Regions from separate parts of the Mus musculus genome. Here region 1 is linked to region 2. Evidence: chromatin contacts called from public HiChIP or PLAC-seq data. All regions are on one chromosome and are shown on one strand. The core of a region is the stretch at or near the end of the contact, and the rest is flanking DNA. Distances in the headings are between cores, read along the strand shown.

Region 1 (3,831 bases), core at 840-3,339, 46 kb before region 2:
AAAACATTCTAGGCCTAGATTAGATTGTATGGAGGCCAGAAGCTTCCAGGACTAAGCCTAGGTTAACAGATGGAGGCAATAAGCCTTGGAGAGGACAAAATTACTTCAGGTGAATAAAAGTTACATGCAACCAAGCAGTTTGTGTGCACAGTGCATGCAGCTAAAGGAGCTGGTCTGCCAAGACCATAATTAGAAAAGAGGGATGCACATACCTCAGTCTCTAAACTGTGTGTGCTTGCCTGTCGCAGTTGGATGCATACACATTGAGAAGGTGATGCAACAGGGCTTAGGCCGCTCTGCTGGCAACCTCCACAGCCTGAGGAGCTCCACTAATCTTTTAGTGGCCTCAACCGGGCCAAATTGGGATTTGTGGTTTGGATGTAGGAAAGAATTTCAGGACTAGCCAGTATGAAGCAGAGATTTTTGTTAAAGTTTTTTGGTTGGTTGGTTTGGTTTTGGTTTTTCGAGACAGAGTTTCTCTATGTAGTCCTGGCTATCTTGGAACTTGCTCTGTAGATCAGGTTGGCCTCAAACTCAGAGATCTACCTGCCTCTGACTCCTAAGTGCTGGGATTAAAGGCATTTGGCATGTGCCCCTACTGCCCTGCTTCATTAAAGATATTTTAATATAGACTTTAAACATGTCAGCAGAAAAAACTAAGAAGACATGCTAGAGAGCATGGCTGTGGGCTCCAGAGTCGCCAAGTTTGTGTATGGGCTCAAGGGGGCGCTGTACTTGTCTCAGCATTGGCCATATATGCCTTTCTGGTGGTTTGCAAGGTACATCTTCAAGTTTGCAAAGAGACCTTGTTTTGTTGTTTTTCTTTTCTCTCTCTCTCTCTCTTTAGATGAGTGATATTATAAGGTGATTCGGGCATAACTTGAATGGAATTTCAGTCTCATAAGGTAAATTCTGAAGCCACCAGGGCTACACAACAGGCTTAGGACACATCCTTTCCCTATAAATGGCTTTCAGGTGAGATTACTAGGAAATTGCAGGTTTATAGCTATGAAGGGAGAAGGGCTCTAAGCAGTTGTTAATAGTGCTGCAATTCTTGTATCTCTGAGGGGAAGAGGCATCAACATGATTTCTGAGTAAGGGGCTCTGCTCTGCTCTGAGTGTCTCTGTCTTGCCTCAGTTTAGTAATCATTTCCGCTTCTTACACTGGGTGGGACTGGAAAGTTGTGAGTAACATTGGCAGACAGAGGTTTGAGTTCCCAAGTTCTCCCTCCTCCTGCTGAACTCTGCTGGTTGCTTCTGACACACTTCAGACAACATCTATTGGCTGGGGCTTTAGCCAATTCAGGCTACATAAAGACAGTGGTGTCTAGGGGAAGTGAGAACCTACTGGCCCCACAGACCACAAAGCTAAGTGTGACTAGCACTGGGTTCTGCTGTGCAATGAAGGGAGGCATCTATAGTGAATGCAGTGTGACGGACAAGTGATTCTTGACTGGCTTTGTTACCACAGTTGTTAGGGTCAGAGCCTGGCCCCACCGTGGCTCAGCCACCCACCTCCAGAGGCCAGTTAAAACACTCATACACAGCATAGTTAAAGACAGAAAAAGGAAATTTATTATATGTAGCCACAACTGAATGGAAAGAGGAACAAAGGTATACTAACCATCCCTCAAATTCATCTTCAGCTTCCTGGCTTGAGTTTTTGTATAGTGTGTGTGTGTGTGTGTGTCTGTCTGTCTGTCTGTCTGTCTGTGTGCGTGTGTGTGTGTGTGTGTGTGTGTGTGTGTGTGCGTGCACTTGTCCATGTGCACTTGCAGTCCAGAAGGTACTTGGTATGGAATATCTTTCTCCACCACCTCCACTTTATTCTTTGAGATGGGGTCTTTCACTGAAGCTGGAGGTCCCTAAGTCACTAGCCAGGCTTCAGGAATCTGTCTGTCTCCACTTAACACCTGGAGTCTAAGATCTCGCCACACACCTAGGCTTTTGTTTTGTTTTGTTTTGTTTTATGTGGGTTCTGAGGAACTGAACTTAGGTTCTCATGGTTGGGTGGCAACCACGTCACTGACTGAGCCAGCTTGCCAGCTCAGGCTTAGACTTAAATGGAAGACAAGGGTGTGCATGACTAAGCACACTGGCCAAGGTGTGGTCATGCTCATCACTGCTTGGCTCCAGTGAAGTGAACTGGCGTGATTAGCTGTCAGGACTGTGTGAAGTAAATACCCATCTGAGAGACAAGCGCCTCCTGTGGTTGGCACTGTGCCCAGGTTTTTTCTTCTCGCAGGATCAAATTCCCTGGAAAATTCCAAATTTCTTGAAACTACTGTTTTCAATAGTATGATGGGAAGGCACCCAAGTATCTTTAAAACATTTTCAGTCCTGCTAGGATGGCTTGAACCTAGGCAAAACAGCCAGAGCAGGCAAAATGGCAAAGGACTACGCTTCAACAGTCACTCCCCTAAACACAGTCCTGGGAGACCTGGATCTAGGAAGAAGCCATTCCAATTCTAACAATTGATTTTTACTAGGTTTAAAGTATTTCTAAACTTTTCGTTTGTGTGCTTGTTTTTGTTTTTGGTCTTTTTGAGACAAGGTTTCTCTGTGTATTCCTGGCTGGCCTGGAATCTGTAGACCAGGCTGGCCTCTAACTCAGCGATCCACCTGCTTTTGCCTCTGAGTGCTGGGATTAGAGGCGTGCTCCACCACCACCACAACCATCGAGTATATTCTTAAGAATTCTGTCTCTGTCAAGGGAGTGAGAGACAGACATCCCTAATAGACACAGTGAAGGCGTTGAAAGTATGTGCAGCTGAATCATAGCAGAAAAATCCTGGATGCTAGGGAAAGATGTGGACACCAGCGAGAAGTAAGTTCCAAGTAAAAACTGATGCCCTGTTTATAAAGCCAGCTAAGCACATAATGACCCATTTTAAGCGCAAACAATAAATAAATGACAACCAATACTGCCATGTCTCACACTTATCTCTGAGAACCAATCCAGACATGGAATTCCAGTATAAGCACAAACTAAATTAATTCACAAGGAATACACGAGCATTGCGAATGCCTGCTTGAAGAAGTGTTACACACAGGAGCTAAAGCAGGGTAAAGTGTTTGCCTAAGAAGCCCCAGGCTCTGGAATCCGCAGCACTGTATAAACCTAGGCAAGGGAGCACACGTCTGTGATCTCAGCACCTAAGAAGTGGAGGCAGGAGGATCAGAAACCCAAGGTCTTCTTCATCTACAAATCAAGTTCCAGGCCAACCAAGGACATATAAGGCCCTGAAAGAAGGAAAGAAGAAGGAAGGAAGGAAGGAAGGAAGGAAGGAAGGAAGGAAGGAAGGAAGGAAGGAATAATAAAAGAAAAAGCAGCAGCCAGGACTGGCCATTCACAGAAGAGGAAGAAAGTCATCCATCGACCGACCCAGGAAAGAATGAAGTTTATGGCAGAAGAGATGTCAGCATATCTGTCTCACTATACCAGTGAGCCCCTAGGAGATGCACACAAGAAACATGGAATAGTATTTAACCCAGTTAGGAAAACTATCAACAGAATTACAGGAACCAGCAAATACTTCTCAATAGTAACATAACATAAAATGCTCTTAACTCTCAAAAGATGCAAACTACCTGATTGGATTAAAAAATAATTTCCAGGGACTGGAGAGGTGGCTCAGTGGTTAAGAACGCTTATGCTTTTGCTGAGGACCTGAGTTTGGTGATCTACCCACATGTAGTTCTCAACTACCCATGTCTCCAGTTGCAGGGGATCTTTTTCTGATCTCTCCGGGCTCCTGCACATACGTGATGCACAGACACACACTCAGGCGCATGTGCACACACACAGTTAAATAGTAAATATAATTTCCC
Region 2 (3,980 bases), core at 764-3,263:
CGCCATTATAGAATAATGTGAGAGTTTTCCGATGTGACTTAGGATCCTAGGCTACATGCTACCCTTCATATTTACATTTTAATCTGTGTTTATCTGGATATTATTAGTCAATTCTGAGATGGTGGAATTGGTGACCTGGTCATACATGTGCAGAGCTTGGCCTCTGAGTTAATTAAATATGAGTTAATAATATATTGTAGGAGAATTATTGTCTTTATTACAGTTATTAGGTAGTTACTGAAATTATAGTTTGTAAGGAGCGCAAAGCCTGGCAAACTCAGGATTAAATCATGCATTTGAACCTTAGGCCAGCTTTACTAGAGAGACAGTCTGCTGCTAAAAGAGAAATTGTATGTCATTGAAATTAAATGCTTTTCTGGGGATGGAAGATTCCAGGTTTTAATGAAATTACTGAGTGTGGTGTAGTGAAATGATTAAAATCTGTATTCCGGGAATGTGGCAGGGAAAAAAAATCAATAAGTGCTCGCACAGCTCTGCTGCTCAATGTGAATCCTAAGATTGAAATAAACTACTACAAAAATAATAATTAAAAACATATCAGCACATTAATTTATTTAGCATCAGTCTCCCGAGACATCATCTTCACTAATTTTTAGCATACATTACTATGTAATGAGCAGCCGTCTTTTCAGATGCCCCTATTAGACAGCAGCATCGCCGCCCTTCCCCCACGCTCCTGCCTCGCAATCATTGTACTTGCACTTATTATGTTACAAATGACCGAGGTAAGGCTGACATTCTCAGAGCATGCAAAAAGACCTAGTCTGCCAGCTTTTTTTTCCTTCCTAATGAAGCAGCTTTGTGAAATCTCCCCATGTGTTAATACTAATGAAGATCCTCCAGCACAATTAAAATCACAGCCAGTGGCTGAGGAGGAAACATAAAACAATAGCATCTTTTAGGATACATCTAGCCACATATGCACGCATAAAATAATACATGGGCAAATCATTCTCTGAGAACTACATTTTTACTTGGTCTTCATTCTGAAAACTAAATTATCTAATTTGTAATTACACAAACTTCAAGAGTTTATTGTGTTCTTAATAAACACCTTAATATATATATATTTTAAATGACCTTTTTGTCTTCGTGGGTAATAACGTGTACCTAGGTTAAGGGGTTTTTTTTTTTTTTTTAACTCGTTTTTAGGAGACTGCGGGTACACTGTTGGAGGGAACGGGGTGTTCTTTGCCTTTAGTTTAACTTGATTGGTTGAAGGGAATTGGGGAGTGGAAGGTTAAAAATTGAGACAGCCAGCTGACATTCTGGGGCTCTGATGGAGCACAGCACGTTTAGTTGGTAATGGGCTATTAGTCTTTTAAAGTGTTTAGTTCTTACAGTTTAACTAGCTTTTTTTTTTTTCTTAACCGAAACTAGAAAAAAAAATGAGATTACGGCTTACAGATTATACAAATAACTGTAAAAGAACTTAGTGTTTATTCATTTGAATATTATTGATTCACACCATGAACATCACAAGCATTTAAATTCGTCCATGGAAAAGCATTAGTAGTTTACCTTGAGATCGCCTTGCGCCCTGCTTTTTAAAGCCCTAGCATGCACAAATTCTTGGCATATTAATTTAGCGTGTAGACTCCAACACAATTCCTAGTTTACAAACATAAAAGTTGGTGGAGATGGCTTATCTGTGTTCCCTAACAGTCCGTTTAAGTTTTTTTTTTTTTAAATTAAGTATTCAGTTCTGTCCCCCCCTCCCCGCCCCCCGAAAAGCAAAACAAAACATGTAAGTTTCTTAACTTTTTCTTGGGACGAGGAGCGGTGCAAACTCAAAGATACAGTATTCTTGGAATGAAGAAGCAGCCCCCTCCCTTGGCTCCTTTTAGAGCTGATAGGTCATTTATTATTGGAACTGAAATGGTATAAACAATTCTCTCGCTCTTTTTTCCCTTGTTAACAGCAACTTTCATTGTTAGAGAGAGGAGAGAGAGAGAAGCCTTGTTGGTTGACGTCACTTGGTTCATGAAGCCTTCGCCTAGAAGTGAAGCTGCTGAACAAACCTTGAGAAGAATCATCTCCTGCTTCAATCTGCTGCTGGATAGGAACTAATCAGAGAGCGAGCGGCGGAAGACGGGGACGGAGGGAGCCAGGGCTTTCGCGATCACGGATCTCACCTCCACTCCAACTCCCTAGACTTTCTGGCAGGAATTAGAAGAGAAATAAGGAGGCGGTGGGGATTCCGAAAAGCTTAACCCGCACCCGGGAAGGGCGAAAATCCCTTCCCCCGCAACTCAGTTCGAAAGTGAAGGTGAGTTTGAGAGCCGGGGTGCGGGGGTGCGGGCGAGGTGGGTTCCGGGCGGAGAGCGGCGGCTGCGGGCTGGAGCCCTCCCGAGGCGCCCGCCGCTGTTTACCCGCGCCGCCCGGTGTGGCTCTTTGTTGTGCGGCTGCGACGCAGCGGTGGCTCTGGGGTCCCGACTAGAGTCCCGGGCGGAGGGCGCGGGGCGCGGGGCCCTGGTACCGGGCGGGGTGTGTGTGTGGGGGGTGCGGGCTCCGCGGAACGGAAACTTTGCTGGGAGTGCGGGCGCGGGCGGGCGGGCGAGCGAGCGGCCGGGCGGGCCTCGTCCCTCCATTGTGCCCGCCGCCCTCGCCGCCGGCCTCGCGGCGTCCTCCAGCCCGGCCCGCTGCGGCGCCCCGCGGGGCAGCTCCCGAGGCGCCGGGCCCTGGCCGCCCCCGCCTCCGCCCGGGGCCCGCAGCCTCGCTCCCGCCGAACCGCGCCAGGCCGCTGGGGCTCCGGAGCCGGGTGGGGGTGGGGCCGCGGCCCCGGGCGGCGGGTACCGGGCGGCTCGGCTCCGGGAGGGCTCCGGGCGTCCTGGGGCCGCGGCGGCCTGGCGGGCTGGGCTCCGGGTCCTCGGGCTCCGCGTCCTCCCTCCCCCGCGACGCCCCGCTCCCCTCCCCTAAAGTAGTTCCGCGAACCCCAGAATTGGGATCGGGAAAGGCTAGGAAGTGTGCCGGGACTCGGAGCCGGCCCCGCGGGGTGGGGGCTGGCTCCTCTTCCCCTCTCCTCCGTGTTTATCTTTTGTGTGTTGTTTCCTTGTGAAGCGAGAAGCAGCTGCAGTCCGTGGCCGAGTTGTTGAAATTTATCCCTTTGTGTATATTACAATATCCTCCATTTTTCCCCCTGCCCTCTAAACAACAAGCGTTTCGCCATCTTGGGCAATTTTTATTCCCAAGTCTGTCTGTCTCTTTTAATTTTTAAGGAAGGGAAAGGAGCCATAGAAATGAAAAAAAGTGTGCCTGGATAAGGCTCAAAGTTAGGAACGGTTCAGGGGGCCATGTGACGTCATGTAAACTTTTATCAAGAAAATTTCCCCAAAGTGGTTTTTTGTTTTCCTCAAAATTTTCTCGTTTTTCGGAATCGTGTAACTTAGAGGCTAGTGATAAGTTGTGCACTTTATTTTTGTATTTTGCATTCAGAACGGATCGCAAAACCATGTTTGGTAACAAGTGGAAGATTATTTTTTTAAAAAATGATCGAAACTTTTTACTGTGTCACTTAGTATCCACCTAGTTTTGTGCACGAGGGTTTTAAAAAAATTTTTTAAGTGTATTTGTAACAATATAGTTCTTTTCTTGGGAGGTTCCACAGATCTAACAAATTGAGAATAGTTACTATTTATATATCCATCACTTGGGGTGTCTACCTCCCCTTTTACAATTGTGTTCTCCTCTTTCGTGCTATTTACATTTTAAAAGAATTATACAGAATATCAGAATATCAGATTCTTGATACTTTTACATCTTAGTAGTGAATATTAAAGTCAAAGGGTTGGCAAAAAATGTAGTTTAGCATATAAAAGGCAGAATTAGCTTTAATAGATAATTTACAGTCTTTTGATGTAAACTTTATTAACCATCATAAAAATAATGATAAAAACTACAATTTAAATTTGTTTGTCGAAAATAGTTTTTCACCTTACCAAAAAAAAAAAAAAGTTGAG

Evidence for each region. HiChIP or PLAC-seq counts read pairs in DNA pulled down with a chosen protein or histone mark.
Region 1: an H3K4me3 HiChIP or PLAC-seq map of bone marrow-derived macrophages shows a contact between it and region 2, with 3 times the contacts expected there. The contact joins the enhancer-like site here to the promoter of Baz2b in region 2. A contact is called at or near these places in 1 of 39 promoter capture datasets (macrophages), 2 of 15 datasets of contacts at CTCF or cohesin (the G1E-ER4 cell line and the NIH/3T3 cell line), 25 of 484 Hi-C or Micro-C datasets (the 3T3-L1 cell line, 3T3-L1-derived adipocytes, B cells and 19 more), 7 of 115 datasets of contacts at active chromatin or transcription factors (the HPC-7 cell line, the SCID.adh cell line, bone marrow-derived dendritic cells and 3 more) and 3 of 9 other capture datasets (adipose tissue, liver and pancreatic islet).

What each region holds. Positions count from the first base shown.
Region 1 is chr2:60,170,264-60,174,094 of GRCm38.p6, reverse strand. It overlaps a transcript of Baz2b not described here. Among named protein-coding and RNA genes, the nearest start is that of Marchf7, 38 kb to the left of the region's middle. Within about 2 kb of position 2,089, at least 174 of the 459 cell types and tissues checked have an H3K27ac peak or open chromatin away from gene starts, as enhancers often do. A contact at or near this core is called in 3T3-L1-derived adipocytes, B cells, ECoMG-derived neutrophils and 17 more, where this site is marked.
Region 2 is chr2:60,123,773-60,127,752 of GRCm38.p6, reverse strand. It overlaps Baz2b (bromodomain adjacent to zinc finger domain, 2B), which reads left to right and starts at 2,013. Exons shown (of 36, transcript NM_001001182.3): 1 at 2,013-2,290.